Linked DNA regions of Oryzias latipes: region 1 is linked to region 2. A link is a contact called in public Hi-C data. All regions are on one chromosome and are shown on one strand. Each heading gives the region's core, a stretch centred on a gene start, on an enhancer-like site or on the middle of the called end of the contact. The rest is flanking DNA. Distances are from core to core; before and after follow the strand shown.

Region 1 (5,084 bases), core at 1,237-3,736, 60 kb after region 2:
AACCTTTAAGAAAAATGGCTGTGTGAACAGGCACTGAAGAGTCACTGACTTTAGCCTGGAACGACTGGGAAGCAAGCCTTTCAAGACAAATGCACAGCAAACTGAAAATCAGCAGCACGGCTGCAGTCATTCAGGGAACAATGTGGTTGTAGGTAATAAGATAAAAACTCCAACAACATGTCAGTCCAGCAGCTGGATTTGGCTGCAAAAAGCTCCTAAATAAAAGTGGCCTCATTCCTGCTTCCTTTTGCTGCAAAAAACATTTATTTAAGCCACTTTAGCCCCATGTTTGATTGTTACAACTTTTGCACACTACAGGGTTACATTTTTTCCATCTTCCATTACATTTTTACTTAAAAGTTGAAGTGAAATTGTAGATGGAAAACAAAAATACGGGGAAGTATGTTTTAAACAGATTCAATACATTGTTTTTACTACATTTTTTATGTATTTTCTTTAAATTTGAACCCAACAAATGTCTTACATCTTTACGTTGGAAAAAATATATACAGAAATGTGTTGAAGCTACAAACTGAGCCTGGTGGATGTGATCTCCACTATCCGCTGCCTGGTCCCAAAGATCGACATTTACTCCAACTTTTGACACAAACGCTGTTTTCATCCCAGATTTGGTTGGCTGCGACCAAACCAATATAGTAAAAACTATACAAACTATAAATCGCTTTGCTTAAAAAAAGTTGGGATGCAATATGGACTTTCTCAAAATGCTGGAAAAAATAATTGCAGCTGCTAATCACAATCAGTGCAGTTCACAAAAACTGTGAGGCCAGATAATCATGTGATTATGCAACATCCTGTCTGACGAACCACGCACATAGCTGCAGAAAAACACATGCTTGCAGATGAAAAAGGCAGAGGTGATGGGGGCTTGCTGCGATTACCATCAACACAATTATAAATAGATGCTTTTAAATGATGACATCCTCTGTTTCTGCACAAAGCCTCCCAGGATGCAGACTCAGAGGCCCAGCAGCCACCATGGGAGCACATCAAAGGTCCTGTAAGCCACTGAGCCAATGATCCATTAAAGCAACTGCAAAAGGGACAAATGAAACAGGTCAAGCGTCTCCCTAAAGTCACTCATATTGGACCTAAAGTGACAGAGCCGGACCGGAATCGTGTAACGGAAATCTACTAATCAGCTTTTCTGCCTCACAAGTTAAAAAGACTGTGTGAGCGGAGTTACCAGGAGGTAACTGAATTAGGTGTTGCTGCAGATGTCAACTGCCAGCAGCTGCCGGATGCATGAAGCCAACACTTATTCACTACAGGAGGGTCTAAAGGCAGGGATACCCTGTTTAGCCGAGTCTGTTTGGTTTAGTTTAGCTATTACTTATTCAATTTCACGACTGATTTCATGTTCTTGGTGTGAAGCCCATTGAGACGACAAATGCTGTAATATTGGGCTATTTAAATAAAATTCAATTGAACTGCAAATCATTTGATAGCTGCAAAGATTTGAAACCTTTTACCAGATTTTCAGTTCTTTTATCTTTGCTCTAAACCTTTCCAGGCTTTTCTCAGAATCAGTCGATAATTTTTTGTTGTCATGAAGCGCTAGGATCTAGAAATAAAGAAATTATTTTTAAAGTGGGTCCAAATCCTTTGACTCCAAACTCTTGACAAAGGAAAGACTTCTTAAAAATGAAAAAAAAAAACCTCTGTACTGTAATTTAAATTGATTTTTTTTCTTTTTTATTCAATAATGTTGTCAAGTTAGACAGGCATTCGTTGTCATTACTTTGGAAACAAAAATTTAGATCTATGTTCCAAGAATAAGTACAAGTTTTAGATTTTATGAGGATTTATTAAGCTCGGTTAACTTTTACTAAGATCTCATATTTTTCACAATTTGTTCTAAAATGAGTCATTTCCATTTATCACGCAATCAGAACAGGTCCATGAAAACTCAAAAACCACAAACCAGCAAAAAAACAAACAAAAAAAAACTACGTATTATTGGGCTGTAGAAGTAACTATCCAACAGTTAGCTGTTTAGCTTATTTTTTTCCTTTTTGAATGCTTGTGCGGAACTCCTCGTTTCCAGATTAAATATCTTAGTAAAAGATTTCTTGTCAAGTAAAAAATAATTGTTGCATGGACAGATCTAGTCATTTTTTGTGCGTTATTTTCCTATAAGCTACCTCCTTCTGCAGTGATGCCTTTGTGCAACGTTTTTCAGGAACGGCTTCTCAGGTCATGACCCCACAAGTCAGTTGTTTTCCACTCAGACAGAGAACAATCGTCTTCAACCAACATGTCAAGAAATGCTCCTCTGTGCCTCCATATTGGCAGTCATGGAGAACACTGGTGCTGGCCAACAGCTTGGTGTGCAGCGGCTATGTGATTATACATGTCTGTTCACATGTGAGTTGCCACGGTGCGTCAACTTAATTAATGTGAATGTGCTCGAAGCGGCCCGGAGTCATTCCTGCCCACGGTACAGAGGCTGTTACATCACTCACATACAGAGCAGGAGAACACAGGAGCACGCCTCCACTCCCAGTCTGAGCTGCCGCCACATGTGGAATAAAGCTCTCCTTGCAAAATGGTTTGTTGTTCCCAGAGAGTTTCAAATGTCTGCTTCTCTCCTTCACACTTGTATCTGTGCGGCGGCGTTGGGCTGTGTGGCTGCGGCTGCGGCTGCATGGCCACGCTCCACTTCTGGCTGCGTTCATGACGTCTCTGCTGGCAAACGGCATTAAACAGGCTTTCAGCCCTCTTGTCCGTCTGCCCCCTCCCTGGCTGCTTTGACGGTCTGCAGGAGTGAAGCTCACAGCGCGTTGGGGTCACTTTGTTGGGGGCCCGTGAAGACCATGGAGACGACACTAAAGAGACATAAAGGTGCAAGAAATGCAGAACACAAGATCATCTGTCATTTTGCACATGTTTTAATGTCATTTTCTGAGACAGGACTTCATTATAATTTTCCTGACATAAAAATGTAACTCCTAATATTCTTTTTCTTTAACTTTTGTTTAACCAGGGGGATCCCTTTGAGATTTAAAACCTCTTTTTCAAGGGCGCCCTGGACAAGAATTTAACCCAAATTGTTTTCACGCAAGTTTAGATTCAGGAAAGAATAAATCTTCATGTGGCTCTCTGTATTTTTATTGTATTATAAGCTGTACTAACAGATATCAATCTTATGTTGCAGCTCAAACCTCAACAGACGTCTAATGTGATGATCTTTTTTTTTTTAAATGAATCATCAGTTCTCATGCTTGGTCAAAGCTCTGTTTTACTGAGGTCACTGCAAAAGCTTTTCTTAAAATCACAATAACATCTATGGCCAGACCTACTGCTGAGAAAAAAAACCAATAATTTTTCTAAGACACAAGCCTCTATTCATGTGTGAGAAAACACCACAGTAATCCCATAATGCTTTTCAACTTTTGAACCTGGTTGTACCCCCTCTTCCTGTCTCTTTCTCATGATTTGTAAGAAAATAAATACTTATCCCCAAGTGTTGACAGGTTGGTTGCTGCACTACTTTGCTGCATGATGCCTGGACTCCTGTGGCAAACAAACTTCACCGCAATAAATCTCTCACAAATCAAAATAATCACAAACAATTCATTTTACTCTGTCTTAACTCTCAACCGCTCACCAGCTGTGAGTGATTGCCCGTTTATTTAGACACAGCCATATCCAAGAACCTATCGCACCTGGACCAAAACAGGAAATCACACAAACCCATCTTAAAATAAAATAACCACTTGAAAACAAATGCTAAATAAAACAGAAATTGAGATCACATTTCACCACTGAGTGCTACAGTAAAGGCTGAAGTTGGCTTTCTTTTAGATGCTAAAATGTATCAAATTTCCTTTTAGGCCAAAAAAAGTTAAAGCATGTTTTGCTTACCTTTCATAATAATGCAGCTGGATAGGGAGAAATTACCAAATGTGTAATAAATGTTCATTAGTTTCTCTATAATGTCAAAATCCTGGTCATCATAGGTATGTGGTTAGAAAAGAAAAGTGATAAATGATATTTAGAGTAATATCTGATGTTTTTTTGCAGACTGATTCTTTTTTAGGTCATATCTTCTATTACTTGTTACATTTATTTTGCATTGAAATTGTTTTCTCAATACAGGACACCAAAAATGATGAACAAAGATGACTGGAGTCTTCAGACCATGCAGCTCATTCCTGATATGACACAAAAAGCAACATCAAAATATTATAAAATAAAATCATTTTGCAGTTTGTTTGTTTTTTGGGGGGGTATTCATAGTTTTGATTGTGTTACTGAGCTCATTGCTTTCACATTTGCCTTTTTTTTAAATCAGTGGAATACACGTCACTCCTCCCACAGCCCTTAATTTGATTGATTTCACTACAATTTTATTTATCTAGCCCAAATTCACAACAACAGTTGCTCAATGGGTTTCGTGCCGGTAATTGTAAGGTAAACATACAATCAAAAAAGGATCATCAATGCATAGAATCCAATAGGATAATACTAAAACTTTATCTAAACAGACTAAACTAAGACCCCCCGTCGCGGGAAGGGAAAAACTCCTAAAAAAAACTGATTCCGGAAAAAACAAAGAAACCTCAGGGGTGCCCACATGGAGGAGGGATCCTCCCCCAATTATTTTTTTTTATATCACAAACTGATAAATCTGCTGTTATGGCCAAAGCTTCATTTGAACTACTTAAGAGGTTCCTTGCTTTGGCTATCAAATACCACACACGGATCCATGTTTTCTGAAACAAATCTGGTTCTTCTAGAATTTTTAATCTTCTTTGTAAATCCTTCTTTGTAAAATTTTCTTTTGAAAAACCTGAATAGTTTTTAAGTTGCTTTTAACTTTAAAAAGTAACCACTGAGAACCGCAGAATGAATCTACTGAATTGGTTGCATTGCACAAAACACAAACGGTGCAAAACATTTCACTTCCACAATCAATCCTTCCAGACTCATTCAGCTGGGGATTGGTGCACTTGCAGAATTATGTCCAAACATTAAAAAAAACAAAGGAATGGCTTTTGTGAAACAAAACCTTATTCCCAAAAGAGGTCCAAAACTTAGAATAGTTGCAGCTTTTCTTG
Region 2 (4,750 bases), core at 68-2,567:
TCTATCCTTCACATTTGTGTTCTAAGGTAAAATTGTACAATACAAAAGAAAATGAGAAGAAAATGTACCATTTACATTTTCTTGGATCTAATAGCAAGACATTTTTAAACACACAGCGTACTCACAGCTTGAGCGTCTTCATTGTCAAAGCGTAAAAGCTCAAGAGAGCAGTCCTGCTGGAGGGGTCTGTCCAGATCCCAAAGCTCACCATTCACTCGAGAAATCACTGCATTGTCAGCCAGGCCCTGGCTGAAAGATGAAGTGCATCACAGTTGCCTCACAAATGTTGCCTTCAGCAACATGCTGCAGATTTCTATGATCATCACCTGATCTCGCAGGCCACCTGATAAGGTGTGGTGACCCAGGATTTGGCCGCCACCTTTTGCCCGTCTGGCAGCTCCACCGTGATGTCCTTGCTGTTCTGGGATCTTTTGGCCAGCAGGGCATCACTCTCTTTCTTTAGACTCTCATAGAGGGCGAGGCGCTCAGAGATGTAACCAGGCCAGGGATTCAGCTTCAGCAGGAAAAAATAGAAAGGAAAATCAAGAAAATAATGTCAGATTCATTTATTTATTTATTAGGCTGATGGATCTTACACGTTTACCTCCTTTGCACCTCCTCCAGATTGTTCCTTGTTTTGGTTTTTCTCCTTCTTGTTCTTGTCATTTGTTTTGGGGAGTGAGGGTTTCACCTGGTAAAGAATATAGTTTTTTTTTTAAAATATAATTTAAAGAGGATTTTTAGCCACAATTTTAATGTCAAATCATTAGCTGTCTTAATATCAAAGTAGTAACAGAGAACAGGGCTGCTATTTTTGGACTTGGTTGTTTTGGTTGACCATAACGGAGGGCCTGACTCCTGTCCTCTGGCATAAATGATCAAAAACGCCTATTATGCTTGCCAGTCTCGACTCCTACCCCGTTTGTCTGCTGGTGTTTGTTCCTTTCGTGGGCTGTGGCCTCCTTAGCCCCTTGCCGTTTATTTCGCGGCGCCTCCTCCTTCTCCTTCTCCTTCTCCAGCTCCAGCTCCGCCTGCAGACCTCGCCGGAGGTGCAGTAGCCGGTACTTGAGCTTCTCATTCTCCGCCTGCAGGCTCTCCAACTCGGGTGTAACAGCCGTGATACAGGCGGCGTCGAGGCCGTTGCTCAGTCCGTCATGGAGACTAGAGACCTCCTTCATGAGGAGTCGAATTTGCTCCTCTTGTGCGGCCAAACGTGCTGCTAACCACTCAGCCATTTTTAAAAGACCGTTAGCAGCTAACTTCCGGTCAAGCTGTGAAAGGTTATGGCGCAGTACTACAAACTGTCGCTAGGGGGCAGTAGCAAACTTTAATGCTGTCAATGCTGACGTCATCCTCTCACAACTGTCTGTCAATGGCGATGTAAACATTGGTTTCATGTGCTCTTTAATTGGCTAAAAGGGTAAGTGTTTGTTTTTTATTTTTAACTGTGCTGCTATAGGTACACGAAGAATGCACATTTATTTCGGAGTTAGGCTTTGGGTGATAGAAAAAAGCGGAATTTTCTTGCAGACTCATAGAACAGAAAATACTGTTTAGCTAGCTAAAACTTGGTTAGCTAGCACCGTTTGATTGAGTCATATTTATGTAAAAACGGTTATGTCTTGTCAGTGAATATTAGAAAGTTATTCGTGAGCTCGTTTTAATTGTGCTTGTGTTTTCGGGATTCAGTAATCTGGTTGGATAGTAGCTATTCTTGCTTAGATTATGATTATGTGTGAGAAGATTAACTCTGTAGCCTCTGTAAGTTATTAATTACTGAGTAGTTAATAATTTTAAAAAAATAGCTACTTTTTTTTCTTTTAATGATTTTTTTTGTTGGGGAATATACTAGCGTGAAATTTTACGTGTGACTACTAGGGAACCTCCCCACCTCTGACCCATGAAAGGTCGCAGCTCTGAGCCCCTCACCGTTCAAAGCAGCACATCTGTCTGGTTTGGTCGTTCAAATGCTGCTGTGTCAGCATGGCTTCAACATCAAGTTTTGCCCCCCCAAAGCTGGCGGACTTCATCCTGACAGAGAGGCTGGGCAGTGGCACATATGCTACGGTCTACAAAGCTTATAGGAAAGTAAGTAAATGAGATGCAAGAGAAAATTCAGAAAAAAAATCAAATTTGCTACTGTTTGTTCTTAGGAAACAGTCCTGAAACTCATGTACTGACTTTACTCTGTTGTGTATATATAATAGTGAAAATGAAATTTTTACTGCCCATTGTGCTGGGTAACAATGTATGTGAAAAGCTTAAAAGCAGTAGATGTAATTAACTTACTAGGTTTTCTTAAAGTAATTTATTAAAGCACAAAAGTGTTGTGTAGTCTGCCTCAGTCTGGTTCTCTTATAACATCTTCTTCTGCTTAACCTAATTGATAAACTTTGTATTCATTTAAATATTATTTGAACAGAGACTGTGAACATTAATGAACATTTCTGTAAATGTGCCAGTGCTGGCTCCAAAGCTGATTTTCAGCTGTAGTCCCTGGGAAAGTTGTAGGTTTGCCAACAACAAACACCAAAAATACATAAAACCGACTATAAAAATGACTAATAATTCAAAATCCAGTGAGAGTTGAAGCTAAAATAGTGGTCTCTACAGAGTTCATCAAAAATGACATGTCAGTTGATAAATTAACAATTTAAACAGTCAAATTGTGACATACATCCAACACTGATGCAAAACAGTATTAGCCAAATTTTACATTGCTTTTTAAATGTATTAAACGTTGGACACTCTCTTAGGATCCAGGGGTAAACTGTTCCATATGTTACAGCGCTTAACAGAGAGAAAAGATGGTCCAAATTTGGTACATCTGTAGGGCACCACACATTTACCCCTGGCTACAGACAGGATTTCAACTTGAGATAGATAGATAGATAGATAGATAGATAGATAGATAGATAGATAGATAGATAGATAGATAGATAGATAGATAGATAGATAGATAGATAGATAGATAGATAGATAGATAGATAGATAGATAGATAGATAGATAGATAGAGAGATGGATGTGCAAAATCCGCATGGAGGTGGGAAAGTGTTGACAAGTTTACACAGGATAAATACTCAAATAAGCAGATATACAAATACATGTATACATAAACATATACATACATGTGCTGTGGCATATATTCCTTTAATGGAGCAGGTGCAAGTCCATGAAGGATTTTATATATTGTACATTCAAATTTAAAGTGTTTATGATGATCAAAATAAAAAAAAAGTAAGTTTCCAGGATAAAACTGTGGTAAAATGAAATATCCAACGATGACATTGAACAAGCACCATAATTAGAATAATTAACACACATTTATAAAAAAACAGCCTTTGCTTAATCACTAAAATATTTAACCTTTTTTTCTTAATTCAAAATATAACATTATAATTTACATATTTTGGGAGTGTAAAGCTCATATACGTCACTATTTATATCTGTTATGCCTGTAATTATTTACAATGTACTTTGCATAAATTATATTAAATTAGACGATAATATGTACAACAAGAATACAATTAAACCTTACTAATAGTAACATGTCATTAACAGTGTTAAACATAACCAATATTCAAAAAAGGCTCTCAGACAGAAGATTGTAATGAGTATTTTCTTGAGAAAACAAAGTGTGCTTTTCTAAATTTAACATCTAAATAAGTTTAGAAAATGTGATTAAAATGTTGAACTTTGTCTGAAACTCTGTCTAACATCCAGCGCTTCACCATATCACAAACTATTCTTTTTGTGTTCAATCATTTACTCTAATACTAAATGTTTAATTTAACAAGAAAACAGCTTTATTAGATTTAGGCAGCAAAACGTAAAACAAACCAAATTACATGAAGTTACTGTTAAAAAACAAAAAGAGTGTGACGTCTAAAGACAGGTGTCAGAATCCAGCATCACTTACAGTGTCAGAATGGAGGTCAGCTCTAACTTCCTGCCACAGGCTTAATGTCCTCCATGATGGCGTTGTTGCAGGGGAACAGTCGGGAGGTGGTGGCAGTGAAGGTGGTCGCGAAGAAGACTCTAAATAAGGCCTCCACAGAAAACCTGTTGACAGAAATCGAAATCCTGAAAACTGTGCGTCATCCTCATATTGTCCAGCTGAAGGACTTCCAGGTAACTTTGCACCTTTATTTCTACTTGTATTATTTCACTTTGCACATGTAAATAAAGAATATTCTGTAAATACATGTTCTCTTAAATCAGATCAATTAAATGACCCCAGTTTGAACTGTTAAACTAGATAAAAGCATTGCTAACCTCAAATAAAAAAACAACAACAGCTAAACAGATTTTTTTCCTTTTTACAAAGTAATACATCCTGCATATGTAAATAGATATCATTCTAAGAGGATTTTTTTCACATTTGACTCTGTATGTTTATGTCAGGTGAGGAAATAGTCTAAATCTTTAACTTTTGAATCCTTTAATGCCTTTTTTGAACCTAAAAGGGTCCAAATGTTTAATCATTCATGGAAGGTCAGACTATGCCTCTCAGAGACTTGTCAGCATCTTGAAAAAAATTCAGGTTATACTCAAGTACCGTACTATAATTAATGTACTGAATGCAACTTCTAATGGAGCACTTGATCCTTTAGCCATCATCACAAAAAAAATCGTCTCATTTGTCTCAAACGGTATGAGTATTGGGATAAGTATCGGTATGAGTATCTTCAAACAAGCTGTTGAAAACCAGAAAAGCTCTGGTCTTGTTACTGAAGCACTGAGCGTGTT

The links. A called contact is a pair of places that touch in the nucleus more often than the background predicts.
Region 1: a Hi-C map of embryo shows a contact between it and region 2, with 1.7 times the contacts expected there. The contact joins the enhancer-like site here to the promoter of ulk3 in region 2. A contact is called at or near these places in 3 of 5 Hi-C or Micro-C datasets (embryo, fibroblasts and gastrula embryo).

The regions. Positions count from the first base shown.
Region 1 is chr3:31,183,540-31,188,623 of ASM223467v1, forward strand. No RefSeq gene overlaps it. Among protein-coding and RNA genes, the nearest start is that of LOC101167694, 24 kb to the left of the region's middle. Within about 2 kb of position 2,487, at least 1 of the 8 cell types and tissues checked has an H3K27ac peak or open chromatin away from gene starts, as enhancers often do. A contact at or near this core is called in embryo, where this site is marked.
Region 2 is chr3:31,124,422-31,129,171 of ASM223467v1, forward strand. It overlaps ulk3 (serine/threonine-protein kinase ULK3), which reads left to right and starts at 1,318. Exons shown (of 17, transcript XM_004067452.4): 1 at 1,318-1,420; 2 at 1,879-2,088; 3 at 3,992-4,132. The coding sequence starts at 1,984. LOC101167193 (threonine--tRNA ligase, cytoplasmic) reads right to left here and starts at 1,277. Exons shown (of 19, transcript XM_004067451.4): 1 at 918-1,277; 2 at 605-691; 3 at 327-514; 4 at 126-249. The coding sequence starts at 1,235.